Linked DNA regions of Oryza sativa: region 2 is linked to region 1. Evidence: chromatin contacts called from public HiCAR-type data. All regions are on one chromosome and are shown on one strand. The core of a region is the stretch at or near the end of the contact, and the rest is flanking DNA. Distances in the headings are between cores, read along the strand shown.

Region 1 (5,487 bases), core at 762-3,261:
TACTGAGCTGTCACCATCAGCGACCCACCTCTATAGATCTGTGGCAAATAGCACCACTTAATGATATCTAATAATCTAAGCGCCGCACTTAGCTTCCTAAATATTACTCTACATCTCTGCAGATGATATAGAGCAACTAGATAAATAGACACTAAGCCAATACCATTGTATATCTCTGGTAAGCTAGTCACATAATTAATACAAGGCAAGTATAACCCAAAGTTGGTACTCGAATAATTATGCAAGGATCAAAACTATATAAAGAAGAATATTTCATTATCGGATAAAGTCTTACAAGAGACAGAAAAGCTACTAGAACCATATTCGAATTCTCCGGAAGACTTCAGGAACTAGAGAAGACTATTCTAATTCTAACTCTACTAGCACTAGAGCAAAGTATGAAAACTAAAGAGCTTCTTCACTTGATTCCTTCTTGGTGTGTGTTGAAATGGAGGAGGAGAGAGCCTTTTATAGCTGCTTAATGATGGTTAGTAGCGCCAATACCGGTCACAACCGCCATAGAGAAGTCGGTAGTAACCGTCATAGGCAGTTGTGGCTGGGCCGGGCTAGGCCGGGGTCGGCCAAACCCAGGGGTCGACCCACAGTGGCATGTTGGTTGGGCCTATTTGCATATGTTCTAATTGGTTTGTGAGCCCATCCATCCATATGTTTGCCACATGTCGGGCTTTGATTGGTTAAACGATGAATTTCCATCATTTCTCCTCCATCTATGAAGTAATCTCCTGTATACAAATAATTTGCCAAGTACAAGTGAAACTAGATTATTTCTAATTAAATATGCATGCAAGTATTGCTAGTCAATTGCATTTCTTGGATTATCTCTTATTTTAATGCATAATCTAGATATTGTCACAATTAGATAGTCTGCACTTCTCTGTGTCATCTCAAGCTTGTTTCAAAAATGGGTTTAGGTCAATGATGCCTAATTATTGTATTTTATCCAATTGTTTATAACCAAACAAAGTCACATTTTATGCAATAATTGGAATTGCATTAAAAAAAAGATAAGTTAGCATTATCTTTGAGGACTTGGAGGGAAAAACATAGTGTCATGTGAATAATGGATAACAATGTAATGCGTGATAATGAGCTCAACGGAAGTGAATGGATGAGTAATCAATGATTCAATTCGATGGATAAGTAGCTTTTTGATCCAACGACTAATAACCCTATACTAATGCGATATGATGACTTGACATTGTTGATTATATGGTTTCTTGCATGTCTTGCTTTATTGGGTACCAAACCATACAAGAAGATAGGATTGGGAAGCATTTATAACTAGAGCTACAACTTTAGAGTAAGTGATGAGAGATCTCTTGGCACAAGTTTAATGGTAAAGATAACTGTTGGTTTTAGGCCTATATTTTAGCCAACGTGTAATTAGACATAAGATTGACTTCAGCTGCTTTTCCCTCTCTAATTTTACTTATATTTAATGCATTTATCTTAGAACATGTGTAGAGCTAACTTTTATATAAGAGTCAATACTCTTTATTTTTTTCTCTCCATTCTTCGCATATGCATATAGCACAGAGTTATTTTGCTCTTTTATCTCAATTCATGGATAGTTGGCTATAAAAAAATCATGCATAGTTGTCTACATGTACAATTAATTTGTGAATGAAGTTAACTTTTCCTTTTAGTCTGGCCTTCTTTAGTTGTAAACATAGATAGCTAGATGGGCCGCTTGGCCCGACACGGCTCGGGCATGACCGGGCCTAGCTTCTAGATCAGTCGGACTAGTGTGGCGCGACCTACATGTCGGGCCAAGCTGGGCCTGCCCACTGCTGCGCCAATGGCCTAAGTATGGTCCAATAAGACGGGTCGTGTCGAGCCGGCCCAAAGGCATGAAAACCTATGTGCTCCTCCTTCGAAAAAGTATATTTTGTCTCTCTCGTCTCTTTGGGCCATCTCTTATGTGGTCAGAATAAGTCTATTTGCGTCCCTCATGTCTTCGGGCCGTCTCCGGCCAGCACACCGTGCCAAGATAGAGGCCTAGGTATGACCCAAAAGTCGGCCTGGACCGTGCTTGGGACGGGCCAAAACCTCGTGCCGTGGGCCGGGCCGTCTGGTCTCAGGCCTTTTGGTTTACTATAGTTGTAACCCGAGGAATATTTAAAACAGCCAGCACAAAATTTCTAGCGGGCTGGATTTACGCAGCAACTTTTGGACTGAAAGGAAGGGGCCCCAAGGAAACTAATCGGGCATTTCCTCGCACTATATGTTCCAAGCCCGATTAGAAGAAACAAGTCTAAAGCATTTACTTTCGTGATACATATAAAACACTTTGTGTTACAGTATACCGCAAGATGATAAGATAACTTCAATTCACGTGCACACGCACTTTTTTTTTCGAAGAAGAGAGCAAGGGGACTGCTTCGTTTCATTAATAAAGAAGAGAAGTGAGTTTATATACTCTCTCTGTTTCAAAATATTTGACACCGTTGACTTTTTAGTATGTGTTCAACCATTCGTCTTATTCAAAAAATTTAAGTAATTATTTATTCTTTTCATATCATTTGATGCATTGTTAAATATACTTTCATATATACATATAGTTTTACATATTTCATAAATTTTTTTAATAAGACGAACGGTCAAATATGTGCTAAAAAGTCAACGGTGTCAAACATTTCGAAACGGAGGGAGTACAAGTGTTAGGGGGAGGGCGTGTTTACATAGGGGACTATTATCACGACATTCGTTAGCTCTCTAGGCTTTTTTGCCCCTGCCATCAGGCTCTGGCCTCCTCTTTTTATTTTTTGCTATAATTGTGATCGGTGTTGTGGCAATGTGTTTCAAGACTCCTTCCAAACTTTATAGACGACTAGCTATAAGGATGAGCGAGCGGAGTCTGCGCTTTGATGCACTTGCATGTCCTTCCTCCGTTTCACAATGTAAGTCATTTTAGCATTTCTCATATTAATATTGATGTTAATGAATCTAGACATATGTACCAAGTAGAGCTTGGTACAACCCGCTTAAATCAATGATACTCACGAAACAATTTACTTGTCGTGTGGTTCTATTATTTTAAATCTTTATTAGATATGTTTATCGTTGTCACATTTCAAAGCAGCTTTAGAGATGTCTTTCTCGTACTTACTAAAAAAATTACTACCCCCGTTCCAAAATAATTGCATTTCTAGGATTCAAAATTTGTCCCAAAATAATTGTAATTCTATAGTACTAATTGCCCCATCAATCATATCTCATTCAAATTTCTCCCTATTTTACCCTCAACCATCTTCCCATTCTCACATAAACACCATTTAATGAGGGGCACCATAGTCTTTCTTCTCAAACCTTAATATATGCTAAACAATATAGAATTGCAATTATTTTGGGACGGAGGTAGTAAAGCTTTGCTTTGGGAAGTATTATTAGCATGTATTAATGATGATAATAATGTAATTTGCAACAGTTTAGGGTGAGATTGGTTGAACGACAAATGGAGTAAGCTGTAACGGAGGGAGTAGTATAAAATTGATGCATGTCCCGTCGCCCATTGCATTGATGCTTACCGTAGACCCTAAAAGTAAAGCACGCAGACAAGGATATGCGTTCCCGTCCAATGCAAATCCACAAGTTTGAGTCACCCCATAAAATCGTTCTAGGATTCTTGACTTCAAAGGTTGGTAATTTCGCCGAATACGTACTATAGAGGCCTAGAAAAAGATGACCGGTGACTTCGAACAAGAGAAACCAAAAAATAACGACCCAAAGTTTGTCCCAAGTCTTCGTTTCAAATTGGGCCAGCCCACCATTTCTTTCAACGGTCGGAAACTTTACAGACCGACCTCACCGACCTCCCCCAATATATATCTATAGTCTTAGACTATAGGAGTGGTGACAGTAAATTTATCGCCTCTTTAAGTATTTTGTAGTTTTACAAACTGCCTCTGATCTATTTTAATACTGTGGAATAGTCCAAGATTTGGTCCAATCAAGTGATAAAAAAAATAAAATAAGCAAACAAGTGCTGCTAACATATATTTGATTAAAAATATATTTTATATGGCATTTTACAAGTAAAGCTAACACGACTAGACTACTCTATTTCAATCCTTTAATGTAGTCCTAGTAAACATGCCCAAGTTACAGTGTTTTGTTAAAAAAATACTACCCCTCCGTTTCATATTATAAGCCACCTTTAGTTTGTCCTAAATCAAACATATTTAAGGCTGGTCAGGTTTCTAAGAAAAATATAGTAGTATTTTCAATCTAAAATAACTATGCTATAAAACTATAAACAAGATAAATTTGATGAATAATGTTACAAATATTGTTATATTTTATATAAATTTAATTGAACTTAAAAAATTTTAACTTATGATAAATCCAAGGTAACTTGTAATATAAAACGGATCGGACGAAGTACTACAGTATTCCTTAATTCAGCGCTCTTCAAAAAAATTATTAAATTCAGTAATTGTGCTTTGCTCGTTAGGAGCAGTTGCCAATAAAGAAAGGGTTAATTGAATCCATGCCATTACAAATGTGCATATTCAGATAAATGCCATTCTAATTTATCTATTTCTAACCGTGTCATTGAAATTTTACAAAATTAGGACCGTGCCATTGCCGTCAAGTTTCCATACATCTCCATCATTTTTTTTTTTTTGCCGTTTCTTCTTCTTTTTCCCTCCCATCGTCTTCGCTTCGCTCGGCAGTTGTGTATGATGTCCGGGGGTTCAGGACACCAACGCCGCCGTGGCCAGCGCGTTGATTTCTCCTGCCATGCACGGTTGGTGGCCAGCGCATGGCGGCGTGGCGGCGGGCGTGCCAGGCGGGACAAGGCGCCGCTGCGGCCGACGGTGGGTGCAGGGTGGTGCGGTGGCCGGCGCAAGCACGGCGGGCGGCGCCCGGGCGAAAGTGCGGCGGCCTCAACGTGGCTTCGGGGCAGGCTCAGCGGGCGGCGGGTGGGGGCACGGTGCGAGCGACGGCGACGCACGCCAGGCTAGTAGCTCGACCACGCTGTACCTCTTTTTTTTTATGAACCCTAAGGCGGAGCTTTGTTCCACTTTTATATTTAGAAGAAGAGAATTGACCCAGTTTATACGGAAAACCGGGCCCGAAAATCATACAACTGCACGGTTAGTCACAGGAAAACCGGTTGAAAACCACCGCTACACAACTAACAACTACGGCGGAGCGCAAACGCAGGACGTTGCTGCCAAGCTAAACACAAAAGTGACTAAACAGCTCCTATATCACAGAAGAGGTGTTATCGTTGCCGAACTAGCAGCCCAAGCGACCCAGCAGAGCCGACTTCACAGCCGCAGCGACACTGAAGCCACGAAAGTCACCAAAGCGAAAAGCAGCTCTGACATTCAACAATAGACATCAGCCAAGCCACCGAGGAGCCACTTCCTTCACACGGCCAGCACCAGAACTCCTTGGAAGAGACTGCATCATGTCATCGTTGCCAAGCTTCACCGCACCCCATCAGCGAGCAGCTCT
Region 2 (5,487 bases), core at 2,176-4,675, 110 kb after region 1:
TTAGCCACCAGCAATTGTCGGGGAATTCTTCAACACATCATTTGGATCACTAATCTTTTATATAACTTTGTTTTAACCCATTATTAATTGCAAGCAGCTTGCTAGCCACAACAATATGACACAGTAGGATAGTACTTCCTAATTTGGTAGCAGGACAGAGCAAGGATGAACTAGTGATAGTTTTTTGTCCTACATCTGAACTGCGAATTCCCTTTGGAATAAACAAACGTAAAGGCTGTTCTTGGGAGAGGCAGGCCAACCAAGCTACGATTGTTAGTGGCATCCAATGTACACACAACAAGATCTCTCCTCGAATTGCTTTCGTGAGCATTAGAAGTGTGGAGAAGCATTGCTTTTTATGCTATTGGCTGCAAGAACTTAACGAAGAAGTTTCAGAAATCATGTTGAGATGTTTTCTTTCTTTATCTTGAAAGCAATGGCGAGGCTTTATCAAAGATCTCAATCGGTTGTGGTGACAAAAACTAGTACAGATGACAGTTGTTTGTTTCTGTGCTTAAAAAAAAATTGTACCAAACATATGATTTGTTATGCGATGTGTTCGAATTATGTAACTGAAGAAAGAAGTTGACTGATGTATAGTTTAAGTGACGAGCTTCCATCATGTCGCAAAATAAAATATGAGACCTTGTAAAAAAAGTACAGGTACGATGAGATGATCCTCCTCTCAAACTTGGTTGTATATGTTTCAATCTGATCATGACTTTAAACTATCTGTTAATTTTTTATTAGTAATTTTATAATGATCGATCATGTTCAGGACGGCTCCAGAAATTTAGGTCGCCTGAACTAACTGCAGCACATGATAGTGATTAGTGTGTAACCTACTTCAGAGCTGCATCATGTCAAGGAAACATAAGAAAATCAAAGGACAAGACTAATACCTAGAGCATCCAAGAGCACATCAAGTGGTTGACTTTAGATTTAATGAACTTATTAATACGCTTACTTTGTCTATCAATGAAGTTAGCAGCCACAATAATAAAGACCTGGTCCCAGATCAGGAGTACGATGCATCAGAAGAAAATTTGCTCTGCTTTGCTGGTTCATTCTGATTCCACCAGCTGTTTGCTATGATGAAACCTCTCTAGTATTTTCTGAAACTTCACATGTCAGACCGTTTACTTTGGAGTAACATAAGAATTAAGAAACGCAGAGTATGAAATTGAAAGCGAGATTAAAGAAAAGGAAGAAACAATATAATACTTTTAGTGGTCCAATCGTCGGTTAATTAAGTTATTATCCATGTTCAGCCATGTTATGGGCGAAATTCAGACGTTTTTAATTAACCCCATAAAAGTTGATAGATTCTGCAAGAGCGATATGACATTACACGTATCTTTCACACGCAGGCAGGGCTGCGCACACGTGTGATCGCTCTCTAGCCTATTTTGCTGAATTGAAGAAAGATAGTACTCCCTCCGTTACGAAATGTTTGACGCCGTTGACTTTTTAACACATGTTTGACCGTTCGTCTTATTCAAAAATTTTAAGTAATTATTAATTCTTTTCCTATCATTTGATTCATTGTTAAATATATTTTTATGTAGGCATATAATTTTACATATTTCACAAAAATTTTTGAATAAGACGAACGGTCAAATGTGTGCTAAAAAGTCAACGGTGTCAAATATTTTGAAACGGAGGGAGTACATAGTCATGCTTCGTCGGCAGGGTAGCTCGATCGATGTCTGCAGGCTGCAATGTCGTCAGCTAGCTCAGCGGCTATATATGCGTCTCCTTCCTTATCTGATCTACACAAGATAGCCCAAGATTGGAACGAAATGTCACTCGATCCATGCTTATCTTTTTCCTGCATGCATGGATGCGTATGCATCTCTGCCTGCCAAGCCAATGCCACCTCTCACGCAGACAACCCGATGCATGGCCGGCCGGCTGCTGCTGATATATAGCTGGAGCTAGCGCGTCATCGCTGCTGATACAGATATACTTGCTCCGTGTCAAAATGTTGCTATCTAATATATGATCGGATATTTTCTAGTACAACAAATTTAAACTGAAACCTATTTTGATTTGTTATACTATAAAGTATCTAATCATTAGCTAGGTTAGTAGTAATATTTCGGGACGAATATAGTACAATGGATCAGTGACGAAAGCAGCGGTTTCGGATGCAGATACCTTGGCCATCGCGACGAGCAATCAATCGATCGATCGATCAAGGCGGATTTTTCTGACGGATTGATGGTGTTGCGGCGGTTGGGTCCATCACTCCGAGGCGCGGGCGTCGTACGTCAGGGCGGCTGGCTTGGCTGCGGAGATTGGGCCGGGTAGCCGGCCGGCCGACCAATTTACTGACTCTCTCCGCCGTCGTCTAGCCATTTACTGCAGCTGCTGCTGCTGCTGCTGCTGCGGCTGTCACGGCGTTGTGACTGAACGCCGAGGCAAAACCGTCCCGGAGCTGACGAAATTTGTTCGGTGATGAGATGCCAGTGGTTCTTGTCTGCAAACGTCGTGACAATTTACATCATTGCCGGAGGTCTGCGAGTCATTTGATGGAAGAGAAGAAAAAGATGTCTCGGCTATGTTTGAAGCAAAGGTTTGAGAACCGTTTTTCCTCGACATGCAAAATGGAGGGTTGAGTTAGCACATAGTTAATTAAGTATTAACTTAAAAAACTTAAAAAATAAATTAATACGATTCTTTAAAGTAATTTTCCTATAATATTTTTTTTATTTAAAAAAACAACAGTTTAGTAGTTTGTGGAGAAAGAGTAGTAAAAGTTAAGGGTGGATCACTGCCTGGTCTTTTAACTGACCAAGTGGCCATGTTTGGAGAGAAACATTGGAGATGTATACCTTAGTGAAATTGTGAGGTTAATTCTATTTGGATTTGAATAATTGGGAATCATCACAGTCCGTATGCAAACAATTAATCCAAAGTTTTCTGTAGGGAAAAAAATTCATAAACTGCAATATTCATTCAGTGAACTGAGGCCAAAATCAGTTGGACATGATGTGTGTTGCCAAAGAACAAGATTATATTTCTGATGATGGGCCCTTAAACTTCAATTTAAAGCAAAATGAAGCCTGCTTCACAGATTGACCCAATTTGCTTTGGGCCTTAAAAAGAAAGGCCTAACGGTAACTTTTAGGTCCAATCAGATCCAGCCCATAGCCTAACCAGCCCATTGAACCCGTCTCTTCTACCCTTCGCCGACATCGCCGGAGCCGCGCGGCGCGCGGCGGCCGGCGGCGAGCTCGGATCCCCACCTCCACCCCTCCCGACTCCCACGCCTTCCTCCTCCACTGCGACCTACGGTGTAGGCGCATTCCGCCTACGTGGCCTCGCCTCCGCCTCCGGTTCCTCCGCCACGACGTGTCCGCGTCCCGTCCACTCGCCCGATGAGGAAATTTCCCTTCTGTACTGTTTCGCACGACTCTTCCGCCGACGAATTCCCCCGCTTCCCCATTTCGTCTCGCGGTGAGTTTTTGGTAGTTTAGTTTGATACACCACTTCGTTTGATACCCTCGGCGACCGCGCGGCGGCCAGCGGGCGCATCCATGGCGGCGGCGGGATCCATAGGCGTGTACAGGGCGGTGTTCGCGGCGCTGGGCGCTCTCATGCTGGGCACCCTGGTGTACACCTGCGTCACCGACGGCTCGCCGTTTCGCCTCGAGCTGCTCACCCCGTGAGTGCGTTGATACACCACTTCGTTTTCCTTCCCCCTCCATGGAAGAGGATTGGGTGCTAGTTACTGCCGCGAATTTTGGTAGTGCTGGCTAATTTCAGATGTGCTAGTTACTGATTGTTAGTCAGCTATTGCTTTTTTTACTAAAGTAGACCATTTCAAGCTTTTGGATTTTTGTTTTAAATTTAGGCGTAATGATTAGCAAATGTTGGGAGTCACTAGTACTATTTTAAGTATTATTCCAATGTTATTGTCTGTGACCTGCACAATGGTGCTGCAGAAAGACAGGAAGTATAGGTAGTTCTCGATGGATGCAACTTTGGATAATTAAGTGCACCAATTATGCTCTAGACCTCTAGGTTTGTAGTTTGTGCCCAAGGCTTTGAGAGAGTTTGTATGTTCTTAACGAATGAACTATGTGTTGCATCAGAGTAGGGAGGTCAGAACTATTGTCCAAAAGCGCCTTAACTTGAAGTTGTAATTTTTCTCTGTGTAGGTGGTTGGTGGCAACACTGATTGATTTTTATGTCAATGTGACTGCGATTTCGGTAATTCATTTATCTCTGTGCTGTACTTTGCGCCCTCTTCACCAACTAGTTATTTTGTTACGAAGGAAGTGTTTACAAGCAGTATGATTAGAAGGAATTATTTTCTGGAGCGTGAAGTGAAAGCGGCAGCAGTCAATTGTTTGCATGCATTGTACAAAAGTGCAATATGTTCTACCATTTTTTAAATCTGTTATTTACGAATAAATTCAATGTTGCCAAAACATATTTCATAGGAGATATAATGCTTGGAGTTAGACCTTTTTTTTTTCTGTGTGTACTCAATTGATAAAATGTTTGCTAAATTTGCGAATCTGGTGAAATTTTGATTTCCACCAAACATAGTTCCTGATCTGTATGAGGGAATGGTATCTAACTGGTTGAAGCTTTAACTAAATTGCATGACGATTGATCTCAGATATGAAATGATAGTAGAGAAGTTTTGTTGTATTATCTCTCTTAACATGTATTTTTTTTTTGTGTGTGTGTGTGTGAAGTTTGGAGCTTTTGCTGATATTTCTGCTCCAACTCCAATCTGTGTACCACTGAAAAACTAACAGAGAATTCTTTTGTGTGTCTTATCCTAATTAGCTCCTTTCCCCTGATTAAGACAAACAATTTCTAGATTCCACCTTAAATATATACACAAACTAAAGGATATTTGGATCTGCAAGGGTTGACCACTCAAATGCTTTGCTCTACATGATATAAATAATGTAAAAGAAAATCATTATTTATTTGTCCGCTTCATGTATGGAGATACAATTTTAAATATTATTTCATCTTGATGTGAGCTAGAGATGTTCTTGCATGTTGCAGACTTGGGTTATCTACAAGGAAGTAAATTGGATTAGTTCTTTCTTTTGGGTAGTTCTGTTGTACTGTTTTGGCAGGTACTCATTTCCTTCTTGATAATATTTGTGGCTTGTCAAACTTTCATAATTCTGTTTGAATGGAGATATTCATTTTACCTAATGTGATCATCCTTTTTTCCTGTTATCTTTTCAGTATTGCTACATGTGCTTATGTTGTTGTGAAGCTTTTTGAAATAAAAACTTCCGGACCTTCACAAGATCCACTTGATCTTTTATTCCTCAGGTACAGATTCAAATTTTTCCTAGCGTATGCAGGATGAAAAGATTTTAGTTTGATGCTTTTGACAGCATAATTTGGCAAATCAAGTAAAAAAAAGTTTTTTTTTTACATGCTGATATTGAAAACAGAAATGGATTTGGCAATTTTGTTCTTTTTCTGGGCTGGGGGCACTGATGG

The links. HiCAR-type assays count read pairs that join an accessible place to other places.
Region 2: a HiCAR-type map of leaf shows a contact between it and region 1, with 6 times the contacts expected there. The contact joins the promoter of LOC4341379 here to the enhancer-like site in region 1. A contact is called at or near these places in 5 of 15 Hi-C or Micro-C datasets (leaf, leaf mesophyll, panicle and 1 more) and 1 of 4 datasets of contacts at active chromatin or transcription factors (leaf).

The regions. Positions count from the first base shown.
Region 1 is chr6:23,442,455-23,447,941 of ASM3414082v1, forward strand. It overlaps the pseudogene LOC107278114. Among protein-coding and RNA genes, the nearest start is that of LOC136351240, 12 kb to the right of the region's middle. Within about 2 kb of position 2,012, at least 9 of the 15 cell types and tissues checked have open chromatin away from gene starts, as enhancers often do. A contact at or near this core is called in leaf, panicle and seedling, where this site is marked.
Region 2 is chr6:23,554,764-23,560,250 of ASM3414082v1, forward strand. It overlaps LOC4341379, which reads left to right and starts at 3,426. Exons shown (of 9, transcript XM_015785591.3): 1 at 3,426-3,670; 2 at 4,167-4,218; 3 at 5,035-5,108; 4 at 5,224-5,313. The coding sequence starts at 3,543.